Linked DNA regions of Mustela erminea: region 1 is linked to region 2. The links are chromatin contacts, called in public Hi-C maps. All regions are on one chromosome and are shown on one strand. Each heading gives the region's core, a stretch centred on a gene start, on an enhancer-like site or on the middle of the called end of the contact. The rest is flanking DNA. Distances are from core to core; before and after follow the strand shown. Region 1 has its middle 93 kb from the start of ZFAT. Region 2 holds the start of ZFAT (zinc finger protein ZFAT).

Region 1 (7,264 bases), core at 325-2,824, 91 kb after region 2:
CTCCACTCCGATGAGCTCCAAAGCTCATTACCAAAAGGGGACTGCCTGAGCCTATCAAGTGCTCCAGTGCCCTCCCATTTTTCTCCCACGGACCGCGGAGCCCGACACCTGAAACTTGCGACAGACATTCCCGTGTTTCATTCCGAGTTTTGTATTTACCGTTTAAAAGCCCCCCCGGGCACTGATTCGGTTGCGGGTGGTAATGTGAAAGATTTACCCATTTCCTGCACACCCAGGGAAGAGCTCATGACCATGCAAGCAGTTCCCTCTCTCCCAAGTAACTTTTTTATCATTTAGTCCTAAAATAACCACAGGCAACAAACACCAAACATTGGCATGGCAACGTCCACACATCATGCCCCAGTGCTACCCACAGGCAGATTTGTTCATCTCTGGTCCCCATCCAGACGGGTCCTCCCGGTCCCTCTCCCTTCCGTCCGGTCCTGCCTGGCTTCCCCGAGTTTTGCCGTGAAATCCGCCACTTTCGCTGGCCCGGGCAAAAGCACAGAGCCTCGTCCCAGGGGCAGAGTTTCTCTCTACTGTCCGAGGACCCCGTCCGAAAGCTTCCAGCAGACCCCCGCCCCCACCGCGCGCACCTTGCTCGGCCCCTCGCCCCCTCCCGGTACTTTACCAAGCCCCAGAGAAGGGCCCACCTGCCTCCCGTCGCCTGACCCCAAGCCCGGGTCGCCCTGCCAACTCCTAGCCGGCAGCTGCACTCCCCCGGTGCCGAGCCCCGCACCAGCAGGGGCCCGACCCCGAGGGGCAGCGGCGCACAAAATAAATAAATAAATAAATAAATAGCCCCCCCACCCCCCGACAGGCTGACCCTGCGACGCCCCCCAGAGGCCAGGTCCTGAGCGCCTGACAGCGTCCCCGGAAGGAGTCAGGCAGGGGGCTGAGCGCTCCCCTGTCCTCTTCTGACGCCCTCTGGCCCCCGCCGCCGCACTCACCTGGCGGGCTCTCGCTGAGGGGCCGGGCGAAGGTACCGGGGGTCGCGCGAGGAGGCCGGCCGCCCGCCGCGGCCCCCACCCTCCAGCGCCCGCGCCCGCGCCTGCTCGCGGCCGGCGCGCGCCCCAGGCCCGACGCGCGCCCAGAGCGCCATGGGGAGGGGGCGCGGGGACGCGCGAGAGCCGGGGAGGAGGGGGGTCCGGGGGGCGGGGGCGAGGGGCGCGGTGAGAGCAGTGGCTCGGCGGCGTCCGCGAAGAGAAAGCAGCCTCGGCCGCGTCCGTCATGGCGCGCGGCGGCAGCGGCGGCTCCCTCCGGCCTCCCGGCTCCCTCGCCTTTAGTTTGACCTTTCCCTCCAGTGTGTCTGAGGGAGAGCGGCGGTGCGCGCGCGTGTGCATGTCTCCGTGTGCGCGCGCGCGCGTGGGGAAGGGGCGGGTTCGCTCCCCGACGCCTGACGTCACTGCCATGGCAACGGCAGCCCCGCCCCTCGCCTCCCGTTTCCTGCCCCCGCCCTCGGTGCACGTTCCGGGGTCTCACGTGCTCACTCACACGCACGCACGCACGCTCGGAGCGCGCGCGCCCTGAGCGCTCGGGTTGCTGGGCGTGGGGGCGGGGGGGAGTAGGGAGGTCGTCTGGGCCTCGTCGCTGACTCGCTGAATTTGACCAATCCTGAGAGAAGGAGACGTGGGCGAGGCGGGCCCGGCTGCCGGGTCGGCGTGAAAAATTTCCTCAGGCAGAACGAAAACCCTCCGAGAGCGACTGAGCATGCCCGGTGGTGGAAGGGGGGGCGTTCCCCGGGAGATCGGGAAGGAGGAGGGGGAGGCGGCCGGTAGCCCAGGGACGGGCGCCCGCGGCCCAGTGCGGGGAAGATTAAGCTCTAGGAACTCCGGAGTCCGTGGTGTTAGGGTCCGGCCGCTTCGGATTGCCGTCTGGCCTTGCAGCTCCTGCTGTGTGACCTCGGATGCGTTGCTCACACACTCTGAACTGTCATGGGTCAGATGGGGTTAGTCAGGTCTGCTGCGGTGGTTGTGAGGATCGGAAGAGAAGTGGAATGAAAAGTGCGGATAGCACAGGGAGGTAGTCAGGATCGTAGCAATGTGACGTGGTGACGGGTGCTAAGGACACGTGGGCGAGCATAACATCAACCCTCTGTTATATGCCTGACATGAGCATCGCCCTGTAATACTAAAGAAGAAAGTGGAAAGCGCTTGGTCTGGCATGTAGAGTGACCCCTAAATACGTAGCTATTAGTATGGCGCTCAACCCTCCTTGTCTTACAAACGGGGACACGGGATGTGAAGAGATGGAAAGATTAAATGTTCAACGCCAGGTAGTGGCAGAGACACCGACTCTGTCCTACAGGGCGGTGGAAAGAACATCCCAGAAAAACCTATAAAGAGCTCCCTTCCGTATCTGTGGGTCCCTTCGCTCTCCCTACGGACCCCATCCCCATCCCCATAAGGGCTGGATAGCCTTGGTGCAACTTTTGGAGGTCACTTTTTTGGCTTCTCAATTTGCATCTGAACGAGCCGCAGAAAAGTGCTGTCCTCAGTTCCCTTCAGGCCCCTAAATTTCTTAGAGTTTTAGTTAAAGTATGAACATGTAGCAAGGAGCTCCAGGTCCTCACGATTTCTGGATGGCTGAGGAAAGATTAACCGAGTTAACTGTCATCATTTTCCCACTGTCCACCGGTGGGCAAGAATGCCTTTACAGCCCACAAGGAGCCTCTGGCTAGAGGGTCATGCAGGCACCTATGACTCAGACATCCTGGTGACCTCACTGTTCACCAAACTTGTGCTTCCAGCCTTTCCTCTAACAGCTCTTAACCACTTACTGCCTCGTGGTATTTCTTGAACGTTGTAGTATTTTTAATTCTAGATTTGCTGTTGACTTAAAAAAATTTATTGTTGAAATATAGTTGATTTACAATGTTGTGTCCATGCCAGGTGTACAACAGTGATTGACAATTCTATTCTGTACTCAGTGCTCACCATGATAAGTCTAGTCACTACCTGTCACCATACAATATTGTTACGGTATTATTGACTATGTTCCCTATCCTGTAACTTTTTAAAAAGGGTATGTCTGTCTCCTTCTGTCTTAAAGCCCCAAACCTGATCTTATTAAAGGATATCACCCTGTTCTGCAAACATGCCCTTATGTTTCCCACTTTGTTTGCAGGAGTTAATTCACTTGACTCTCCCAAGTTCCAACTAAAATGTGGTCTCTTCCAAAAACTCTTGCTGGATCTACTCAGTTGGAATGAGTTAGTCCCTTTTCCATAGCAGTTGGTATATATCCTGCTTTGGAGTCTATTCCTAGTAGACTTTGTGTTCTGTGATTTATGTACACGTCACATAGAGAAAGCTTCTCTGAACATCTAGAGAGGGTTGGCTGTTCCTATTTCTTGCTCCCAAGGCATCTTATGGTCTAATACATCACTTATCACCCATTCCTTTAAGGCTTGATTTATTCGCCTTCCCCATCAGACGTAAAAGTCTTTAACGGCAGGAATTGTGTCTAGTTCCACTTTGTATTTCCAGTGTCTCCCTTAGTACCACTATACTACTGAACAACTAGCTATTGAGTCTGAGTGGGCTCCCTGCCTATTTCATAAAGTTCTTGGGGGCAGACTGCACCGTGTTTATATTTATAACTCAGACCCTAAGATTTTCTGGGAAGTTACGAAATTATGAATTCTCAATAAATCTTGGACTATTCTAAAATGCACCAGAAATTACATGGTCACACTCATGCAATGAAAGAACGCTTTGGCAATAGCCAAGATACCAAGCAGAGTGAGAAGCAAATCTAGGGGAAGAAGAGGACATAGTATCTTCATAACTGCTGCTTTGGGCCTAGAATGAGAGATTTTCAGCTGTCATTAAGGAGAGTAGACAAAGTACTCCTACGTGTATCAGTGTGGTTGCTCCCAGAAAAGGGGAAAAATTATGCAAAGAAGAGTCATGAAAAAGAGATCAAACATTGTTTGCTTAGTCTGAACTGGTAGCATTTGCTCCTTTGTCTAATTCGGCACAATAATCTAAAGCCCAGTGGTGTTCTGTATGTAGCATCGTTCTCCTCTTGATACGCTATTTAACTCACTACATGTGTGTTAGTTCCTCACCAAGCCTGGTCTTCTTTTTCCTGGTCATCGTCAAGCCACTGCCAAACACCCAGTAGCATGGATTGTTCTAAGTTTATCCCCATCTTCGTTCTGTCCGCTTGGTGTCCCATGATCTTCCTCCTGAGTGGCGGTGGTAGCCATGGAGCTTCCCCACTGCCTCGGCCACTGCCTTAGTGTGAGTCCTTATCTCTCCCATCTGGACGACAAGTGGACTGGACCTTTCACCTTGTCTTGAGCTCATCCAGCCCCACTTCCACCATACCCCAGACTGCAGACGGACTGTTCCAAAGGGTAGGACACTGAGCACGGTCCTCTAACAGCTGCACTGTCTTCTTGGCTCCTCTTTGCCTCTTGGGGAAAGAGAGCGCTTCTCTGGTGGCTTTTTATACTTCATTCTCCACCAGTTTCTTCAGCCGTGTCTCCCAGTACCTCTGCAAGGACACAGATTTTGAAAACTCGCAGCTTCTCATAACTGCCATGTTTTTTGTGCACACAGGTTCAGCTGTTCTAGAATTCTCTGCTCAGGCCCCTCCACCTGGCGACGTTCATCAACGCTTTCTTGGCCTATGAAAACAGCCATGCCACACACTCCAGGTGTAGCTCTTCTCTTTCAGGGCTGTAGATACACTGTATGTATTGTCATGTCTTCCCTTTTCCACTAGAACGTGAGCTGCTTGAGGGCAAGGGCCTCGACTTACCTTATGTATGCTCTAACCCCCACCAGGGTGCCTGGCACATAATAGACCCTCAATAATTGCTTATTGAACCGGGGCACCTAGGTGGCTCAGTCAGTTAGGCAGCGGACCCATGGTTTCCGCTCAGGTCATGTTCCCCCGTTGTGGGATTGAGCCCTGCCTCGGTGTCTGTGCTCAGCAGGGAGTCTGCTGGAGATTTCCTCTCTCTCCCTCTGCCCCTCCTGCTGCACACACTCTCTCTCAAATAAGTAAATAAATAAATCGTTTAAAAAATAATTGCTTATTGAACCAATGAATGTATTATAAGCTCTGTGAGGGAGAAAGCTATTACATGTCTTTGAGCCTTCACAAAGCCATGCCTGTATTAGGCAGATAGTAGGAAGGTAGTTAAAATAACCATTGAATGAACGGGGAGTAATGAGGATTAAAAACTGACCACAAAACAGGGACTAAACTTCAAGTTTTCCTTGTGTTCTCTCAGTTCATCCTCCAGCAGTCCTATTTAGGACAATGTTAGCTCCGCTCTGCAGATAAAGAAGTTCAGACTTCAGGAGGGGAAGTGGCTGGGCCAAGGTCACACGATTATCTGTTGGCCAAGCCAGGATTTGGTGGCCAGTTCATCTAATTTGGAAATAGACTATTACAGAAGGCATTCTGCCGATGGTGGTGCTGCTGCTGCTGGGACTTTTACCTTTCCTTATCTCACCTGCCTTGACATGACCAAAGGCTCCTACTTTTATCAGAGAAATTGGTGCTCCCTTTGCTCCAACAGGAAGAAATGTGACTGCATGGACTGTTGCATAAGTGAGAAATAAATGAAAATTTAGGGGTATATTTGTTAAAGCAGCAACTATTACTCAATAACTTAATTGGAAAAGTAAATAATAGGACCATAGCTGTACCCTGCATGTGTGGAGCTGCTCATACAAGTAGCATTACATTCTTAATTTTGGGAGACCCAATTAAGTGAGGCTGTCTCCAGTAGCTTTTATTACATTGCTTCCAAGGTTTTGGTGCCTTTACTATGTGTGATTGTCACTGCTGGAACATTGCTATGTGCACTTCTACGAACTAATAATTGGTTTAAAAAAAGTCACTTGGGGGGCTCAGTTAGCATCTGCCTTCGGCTCAGGTTATGATTACAGGGTCTTGGGATTGAACCCCACATCAGGCTCCTTGCTCAGTGGAGAGCCTGTTTCTCCCTCTCTTCCATACTCATGCTCTCTGTTCCTATTTCTGTTTCGCTTTCTCTCAAATAAATTAAAAAAAAAAAAAAACTTTAAAAAAAGTCACCTGGGAGGAACCAGTACACATGTACAAACACACACACACACACACACACACACACACACTACAGAAGAGTAGGACACGGAGTCTCAGACAACGTGGGCCATGCGCCATTTTTTACTATTATCATTACCAGCATCTTGCTCATCATTAGTTTTGAAGTCAAGAAGCATAAGCAAGTCTGAAAGAAACATCTTGACTATTTACAGCTACTCCAGAGGAACGAATGAGTTGACCCCAGGAAAGTGGTGGGCTGTTCTTTTTTTTCCCACCATGTTTTGTTTCTTTAAGTTTTTATTTATTTATTTTTAATTTTTTTTATTTAAATTCAATTTAATTAACATGTAGCATATTATTAGTTCCAGAGGTAGAATTCAGTGATTCATCAGTTGCATGTAACACCCAGTGCTCATTCCATCACGTGGCCTCCTCCATGCCCATCCCCCAGTGACCCCATCCCCCCACCTACCTCCCGTCCAGCAGCCCTCAGTTTGTTCCCTAGAGTTAAGAGTCTCTTGTGCTTTGTCTCCCTCTCTGTTTTTGTCTTATCTTATTTTTCTTCCCCTTCCCCTATGTTCATCTGTTTTGTTTCTTAAATTCCACATATGGGTGAAACCATATTTGTCTTTCTCTGACTGACTTATTTTGCTCAGCATAATACCCTCTCATTCCATCCAATAAAAACTCTGTGCAGTGTAGGGATACAGGTATATACCTCAATATCACAAAAGTCATATATGAAAAACCCACAGCGAATATCATCCTCAATGGGGAAAATCTGAAAGCTTTTCCCCTAAGGTCAGGAATATGGCAGGGATGTCCACTCTCACCCCTGTTGTTCAGCATTGTACTAGAAGTCCAACCCTCAGCAATCCAACAACAAAAAAGAAACAAAAGGTATCCAAATAGGTAAAGAAGAAGTTAAATATTCACTCTTCACAGATGACATGATACTCTATTTAGAAAATCCAAAAGATTCTACCTCCAAATTGCTAGAATTCATATAGGAATTCAGCAAAATTGTAGGATATAAAATCAATGCACAGAAGTCAGTTGCATTTCTATACAATAACAATGAGGCAGAATAAAGAGAAATCAGAGAATTGATCCCATTTACAACTGCACCAAAAACCATAAGACACCTAGGAATAAACCTAACCAAAGAGGCAAAGGATCTGTACTCTGAAAACTATAGGACACTCATGAAAGA
Region 2 (6,759 bases), core at 4,145-6,644:
ACCTAATGATGGGACTTACTCTGGGCTGCATGTTTACCCTCCAAAAAATGTTTTCCTATGTATCTGTTTTGTTGTTTGTTTTGTTTTGTTTTGTTTTAAATATTCCATCTATCCACCTGACAGACAGATATCACAAGCAGGCAGAGAGGCAGGCAGAGACAGAGAGGAGGAAGCAGGCTCTCTGCAAAGCAGAAAGCCCAATGCTGGGCTCAATCCCAGGACTCCAAGATCACGACCTGAGCCGAAGGCAGAGGCCTTAACCCACTGGGCCACCCAGGCACCCCCCCATGTATCTGTTTTAACTTCAAAAATTGCTGTACAGCTACGGTAATTCAGACAGTGTAGTACTGATGAATGACAAATGGAAAGAACAATGAAATAGACCACAAAGCTCAGAGTTGGACCCACACATAATTTTCAACAAATGGTCCAAGGTAAATTCAGTGGAGGAAGGAAAGTCCCTTCCAAAAATGAGTCTGAAAACATTGGATATCCACGGCGGGGGCGGGGGGGGGGGGGGCTGGGTGAAGATCCCTACCTCACACCATACACAGATTAACTTGAGGTAGATGGTAGACCTAAACCTAAAAGCAATTAGCATAAAGCTTTAAAAATAAGTAAATAAAGACACCTAGGGGAATATCATCATGACCTTAAAATAGAAAAACACTTCTTGGGCGCCTAGGTGGCTCAGTGGGTTAAGCCGCTGCCTTCGGCTCAGGTCATGATCTCAGGGTCCTGGGATCGAGTCCCGCATCGGGCTCTCTGCTCAGAGGGGTGCCTGCTTCCTCCTCTCTCTCTCTCTGCCTGCCTTTCTGCCTACTTGTGATCTCTCTCTCTGTCAAATAAATAAAATCTTAAAAAAAAAAAAAAGGAAAAATTAAATATACCTCTGCCCTCCAAGCCAGCCATCCCACTACCCAAAAGCAATGCAAATACAGATCCACAAAAAACCCTGGACACAAATGGATCATGGCAGCTTTCTTCACAATAACCCCAAACCGGAAATAAGCTCAGATGTTTGTCATATAAACATCCATACAATGGAAAATAAAAGAAACACAACCCTGGATCTCAGAACCTCTACGCTGAGTGAGAGAAAGCAGACACCGAAGAATTCTATGATGTTCTACAAAAAGCAGCATCTATGCTAATGTTACCCAGACCAGTGGCTGCTTGGGGAGAGGGGAAGAACTGGGTGGCAAGCAGCAAGAGAGAACTTTCTGGAGCGAGGACAGAGTTCTACACTGCCGGGGTGTGGTAATACGGGGGGATCACACTGTACATTCACGGCCTGGGCAGTTCAGTCTATGTATTAGCACACCTCAAAGAAACTGTCTTCAGGCAGCTGCTGAGGAAAACTGGCAGGTCCTATTCCTCTCTCATTGATCAATGTTTCATAAGAAGGCCCCAACAGCTGCCTGCTGTTCCAAAGACCATCCCCACAGACCCCTAGGATCCCCACCCCCGCCTCCCGCCCCAACCCCCACCCAGGTCGGTGGCTCACAGGTGGTGTTGGTACCACGGACTCCTTTGCAGTGTACCTCTGCTCACTCCTCAAGTTCCAGTTCAGACACCTCCTCCTTCAGGAAGCCCTCCCAGAATCCCCTGGCCTGAATTCTCAAGGCTCACTTCCATCAGAGCACCGGGCACTTACTCCTAAGGGACCGGTTTTCCACTGCTAGGCTGGTGCCAGAGCCTCAGGAGCAAACAGTGTGTCAGATCTGACCTTCCATTCACAGCTCCTGGCACAAAGTTTGGCGCAAACATCTGGGTGAACTCAGGAATCAGCTTGGCAGGAAAAAGGAAGGAAGGAAGGAAGGAAGGAAGGAAAAGGAAAGGTCCTGAGGGGCAGAAAAGTGGTGGTGCCCCCCTGAAGACAAGATCTGGTGGCAGGAAAGCAAAGAGAAGATCTGACACAGAGAAGGAAGCCAGTAAGGACCCCACAGGGAGCCGTGGGGCTGGCTTACAAGGCCCTTCGGGAGGCCAGGACGTCCAAGACCCCCAGTTCCAGAATGCCACTCCCAGAGCCCCCTGCTCCTCCTTTCCAGGTACCATGGCTGAGCGGGTCCCCACAGCCCCCTGAGGACCCCAGCAAAGCCAGGGGCTGCTCTGAAGCCCGGTCTCCACCCTGCCCAGTCTGTGTCAGCCCAGACCCAGTTTGGGGCACAAAGGCACACCCTTCCAGACTTCAACATTTGCATCTCCATTTGTTACTTGACTTAAAAGAAGAAAAGTCTGTTACCAGATCTAAAATCCTTTTTTATGTTAATATGCCAAGCATAATCTTTTTATAAGCAAACTCAATTATCTATATATTTTCAGTTCCTTGACAAAAAGAGAGACGACTTCAAATCTGTAATAAATGTTTAATATATCTATTTGCTTTTCTCCTGGATTCCTTTTTTGTTTTTTCCTTTAAAAAATTAATCAAAGTCTACCCCACCTTTCCAACCACAAATATTTTCAAGTAGCAAGTAGATGACAATACACTAGGCTTTAGGATGGAGAGAACAGGTCGGAAAGAGATAAACACCAGCGCCACCAGGCCCTCAGTAGGGAACAGGATTATGTCCAAGGGAAGGCACAGGGGTTCCAAGAGGTGTGATGTCCCTGAGGTCAGGAATCTGGTGATTGGCAGATCTCTTGGACTCAGAGCGCGTGTTCTCTCCACACTCCCAATCCTTTCAGCCCTTAAACTTGACACCTGCCCTTGAGAAATTTCAAAGACATGAAATTTTAACAGGATAAACAGCTGAGAACAAAGAGAAAACTACACTCTAGGCTAAGTCCCCTCTACGTAATTAAATCGGCCCAGCTTGATGGGGAGATGCGTGTGTGAAACTATCTATAAAAGGAAATGCAATTAAGGGAGTCTTCTCAATATACCTAATTCTTGACTGCCCTTGCCCTAGGCAAAAACTTAATTCTACTTAAGGACAGCTATCTTTGAGAAGTTGTTCTGTAAATTATAACGCACTGGGAGAAAAGGAATAGGAACCATTTTCCCAGGTAAATGAGAAAGGCTGAGTAGGGAGCCCTTTGGTAACAGATCTCTAATCGGCTGTGACGACTGTCTGGGCCAGCTAACCTCCTAACGCCTGGGGCCCTACAGACTCTGTCCTGCCATCACGCATTACCCTGCTCCCCTCCATCAACCTACCAACCAAGCAAAACAGGAAACTCTTCTCAGAAATTAGCTGATCACGAGTTGACAATAATACATTTCAAAACTGATCTCTCGTTCACTCCAACTGGAAACTGAAACTACAACAAATGCCCAGGTTTCTTTCCTAAAACTTAACTCCCGAAGAGGAGAGGTGGGCCGTCTGCCCCGCGTATCAGCAGCCGTGGAATTACTCGGGAGGGGGAAGGCAGCACATCAGGCCTATCCTTAGCTTAAGAAAGCATGCGGGCGTAGGTCGGGGGTCCTGACCCATCGCTAGGGCTCTGGGTCCGCTCTGCCACACACTCCACACACGCCAGATCGGAGACCACGCCGGGATGACGGCTCCTGACCGCTGCCTGGCATGGAGAGGGGGACCATGCCCAGCCGCAGCGGGAGGGCGCCCCACGGCCAGCACACAGCTCTGGGTGTCTTCTCTAGCCTTCGGCTGGGGACCCTCACTAGGACCGCTTCAGTACGAAACGACAGGCTCAGAGGAAGCTGAAATGGGCAGCTGTCACTGGGCTCTGCAAGGAACCCAGACAGGCGAGGCAAGATGTTAGTTCATTCATTCCTCCATGCCCCAGCGGCACAGGGAGCACGACCTGGGGGGGACACTAACGGGGGGTGGAGGACAGCCAGGCACGCAGGAGTCTGGACTGCATCCCCAGCTGGAGCCTCGGGGCTGTCTGCTCAGAACTGCATGACGCTGACCCCTCTGAACCTTCGTCCCTCGTCAGTGAAAGACACAAATTAGCACCGCTGCGAGAACGGAGCCGACAGCCTGAGGTCAGTGCCAGAGCGCGGGCGATGCTGTTAACCACAGGTGACCGGCCCCAAGCTCAACGTCAAGGCTCTTGGACCGGGTGTTAAGTGGAAAGTCCAACACGTACTGGGGCAGTCCGCAGAGAGGTTGGTTCGGCGGCGAAACCAGAGACGGCCGCCTGGAGGAGGTGCCATTTGAGTTTAACTTGAAAGGGTGAGGAACAGGGCGGCAGGTAGAGGGTAAAGCACAGGCCATCACGGCGTGCTCCGGTCACCGGCGGCAGCAACAGCGCTGTGGCCTGGAGTCGATGGCTCCCTCCACAGGACACAAAGGTCCTTCAGGAGCGCAATCAAATCCCGTTCCTCCATGGGTCCACAGGAGCTACCCATTTCACAGAGGAGGAAGGCGAGGCCAGGCAAGGAGGGGCCCCAGGCAAGGAGCGCAGGCCAGAGTCGGCAGGCCGGATTCGAACCTCCCGCCAGCCAGGACGCCGGCGCTCAGTCGCAGGCGCGCGGCCGGCCCTACCCGTCGCCCTAGAAACGGCCCCGCGCGCGCGCGCAGTCTCCCCTCGCTCACTCCTGAGAGCGCAGCATTCTCGTGACTTTTTTTAAATAAAACCCCGAGGCGGCGGGATACCACCAACGGCCGAACGTGCCGTCGAAGGACGCCGCTACGTCCGCTCTCCGCCCGGGACCGCGGATCCCTCCGCCGCCCGGCGGCCCGCGCGCTTCTTCTCGACTCCAAACTCGAAACGGGTTCCCGCGCGCCGCGCCGCACCCCACCCCCACCTCATCCCCACCCCAACCCCCAGCCCGGCTCACCTGCCGCCCGCGTCTCCATGGCAACACCCCCACCGCGGAGGAAAAAAAAGCCTCGGGCCCTTCCGGGCCCCCTCCCGCGCCGACCGCGAAGGCGAGGCGCCCCGCTGATGCTTTGCTTTTTATTTTTATTTTTTTAAGAAAAGAGCCGGCGAGGTTATGGCGAATCTGCGGCATCCAACATGGCGGATGGAGTCTTCGCCCTCCTCTTCACGGGGCGCTGACGCCGGCGTAGCGGACGTCAGCCTCGGGTGACCCTCCCCCAGCGCCGAGAGCGTCTAGGCTGGGCGGCCTAGTGCGCATGCTCCAGCCCGGCGGCCGCGCTCTGCATCCCGCTCCGCTGGTTCCACCGCTCCACTTTTTGAGCCACTCCGGGAAAGCGCTAACGAGAGGCCTGGAATACTGATCGCAGGATTGGGAGTCTTCCCATTTCGGCCGGGAGCCCGCAGATCTACCCGCCTGCGCATCCTTGGACTCCCCGGGCTAAACGTGCAAGAATTCTGGGTTCCTGTCCCAGTTCTGTTCTTTACTAACTAATCTGGGGCAGCGATTTAACTTTCTCTGGGCTCAGTTTACTGATTTGTCAGTCGCGGTGGTGACAGCCTGCCTCCCTCCATCTCGAGGGCTGCAGACTTTCCCCGAAGCGGGATGCTCTCCATCGAGTCTGGGTCGTTCAGCCAGAATTCAGCAGCCTGGAGCCACCTGGAGAAAGGGGACGCCTTCCGTCCTGACTGTCCTGCAGAAAGTCCCAGCTGCGCCTGAGCCCGCCTCTCCAACGCTGGAGCACAGCCTTCTGCAGGGAGCCTGTCTGCTTGAGATGGGATGACCTTGTTAGTTTTTGTTGTGAAGGGGATCCTCTCTGCCACTTCCTTTCGATCTCAGCTCTACTAACATCTCCAAGGGGGCCCTCCCGCACCACCCCATCCAAAGTAACCCTGCTAAGTCCCTTTTCTGTTGTTATCTGCACAGTATCTGTTAGCACCTGACATGAATTTATCTCCCTCTCGTCTTGGTCACTCCTGTGGCCCCAGAAACTAGAAATGAGCCTGACAGTTATTTATCGAATAAATTAGTTTTGTGGACTTCTAAGGCTCTCTTTTGTTTATAACAAATGATGGTGTTTTTCATTTATGGTGGTAATATAGTTTTTAAACACAACTGCTTGGGGCGCCTGGATGGCTTGGTGGATTAAAGCCTCTGCCTTCGGCTGGGGTCATGATCCCGGGGTCCTGGGACTGAGCCCCACATCGTGCTCTCTGCTGGGCGGGGAGCCTGCTTCCTCCTCTCTCTCTGCCTGCCTCTCTGCTTACTTGTGATCTCTCTCTCTGTCAAATAAATAAGTAAAATCTTTTAAAAAATAAAAATAAATAAACACAACTGCTTTACTTTTTTTTTTTTTTCTAAAGATTTTATTTATTTATTTGACAGGCAGAGATCACAAGTAGGCAGAGAGGCAGGCAGAGAGGAGGAAGCAGACTCCCGGCCCAGCAGAGAGCACGATGCGATGCGGGGCTCGATCCCAGGACCCCGGGAACATGACCCCAGCCGAAGGCAGAGGCTTTAACCCACCGAGCCACCCAGGCACCCCAACTGCTTTACATTTTTAAAAACTAGTCAACTTTCAAGAAAAGGGTAGATATCCAGAGACAAGGAGAAAAAAATGTAAAAGGGAACCTCAGGTGAGAGGTTTGGGAAACACGATTTGTTTTCACAGTTCCTCTGAAAAGCTTGTCTTTGCCTGTTTTAAGTCTCTTTTTTCTGGGACAACCTCCACCCTGTTGCTGGTCAACCTGAGATAACCTCCTTGGGACAGCCCTGACTCTCATGCCTGTGTGTTCCCTTGGCTCTGGCTCTTAACTTACCTTGCCCCATTCCCCACATGATTGTGTTTATGTATTTGCACAGCCCTCTGCCCGAGCTAGACCAGAAACACAGATGCCACATGGGTCTTTGTTGTGCGCGGTAGTAGTACTGAATGAACCCATTCGTTCCCATTGTCACCTGTGTTT

What was found. A called contact is a pair of places that touch in the nucleus more often than the background predicts.
Region 1: a contact with region 2 is called in a Hi-C map of fibroblasts, with 2.7 times the contacts expected there. The contact joins the enhancer-like site here to the promoter of ZFAT in region 2. A contact is called at or near these places in 2 of 3 Hi-C or Micro-C datasets (fibroblasts and skeletal muscle).

What each region holds. Positions count from the first base shown.
Region 1 is chr16:77,889,052-77,896,315 of mMusErm1.Pri, forward strand. No RefSeq gene overlaps it. Among named protein-coding and RNA genes, the nearest start is that of ZFAT, 93 kb to the left of the region's middle. Within about 2 kb of position 1,575, the one cell type or tissue checked has open chromatin away from gene starts, as enhancers often do. A contact at or near this core is called in fibroblasts, where this site is marked.
Region 2 is chr16:77,794,025-77,800,783 of mMusErm1.Pri, forward strand. ZFAT (zinc finger protein ZFAT) reads right to left here and starts at 5,395. Exons shown (of 16, transcript XM_032316054.1): 1 at 4,754-5,395. The coding sequence starts at 4,772.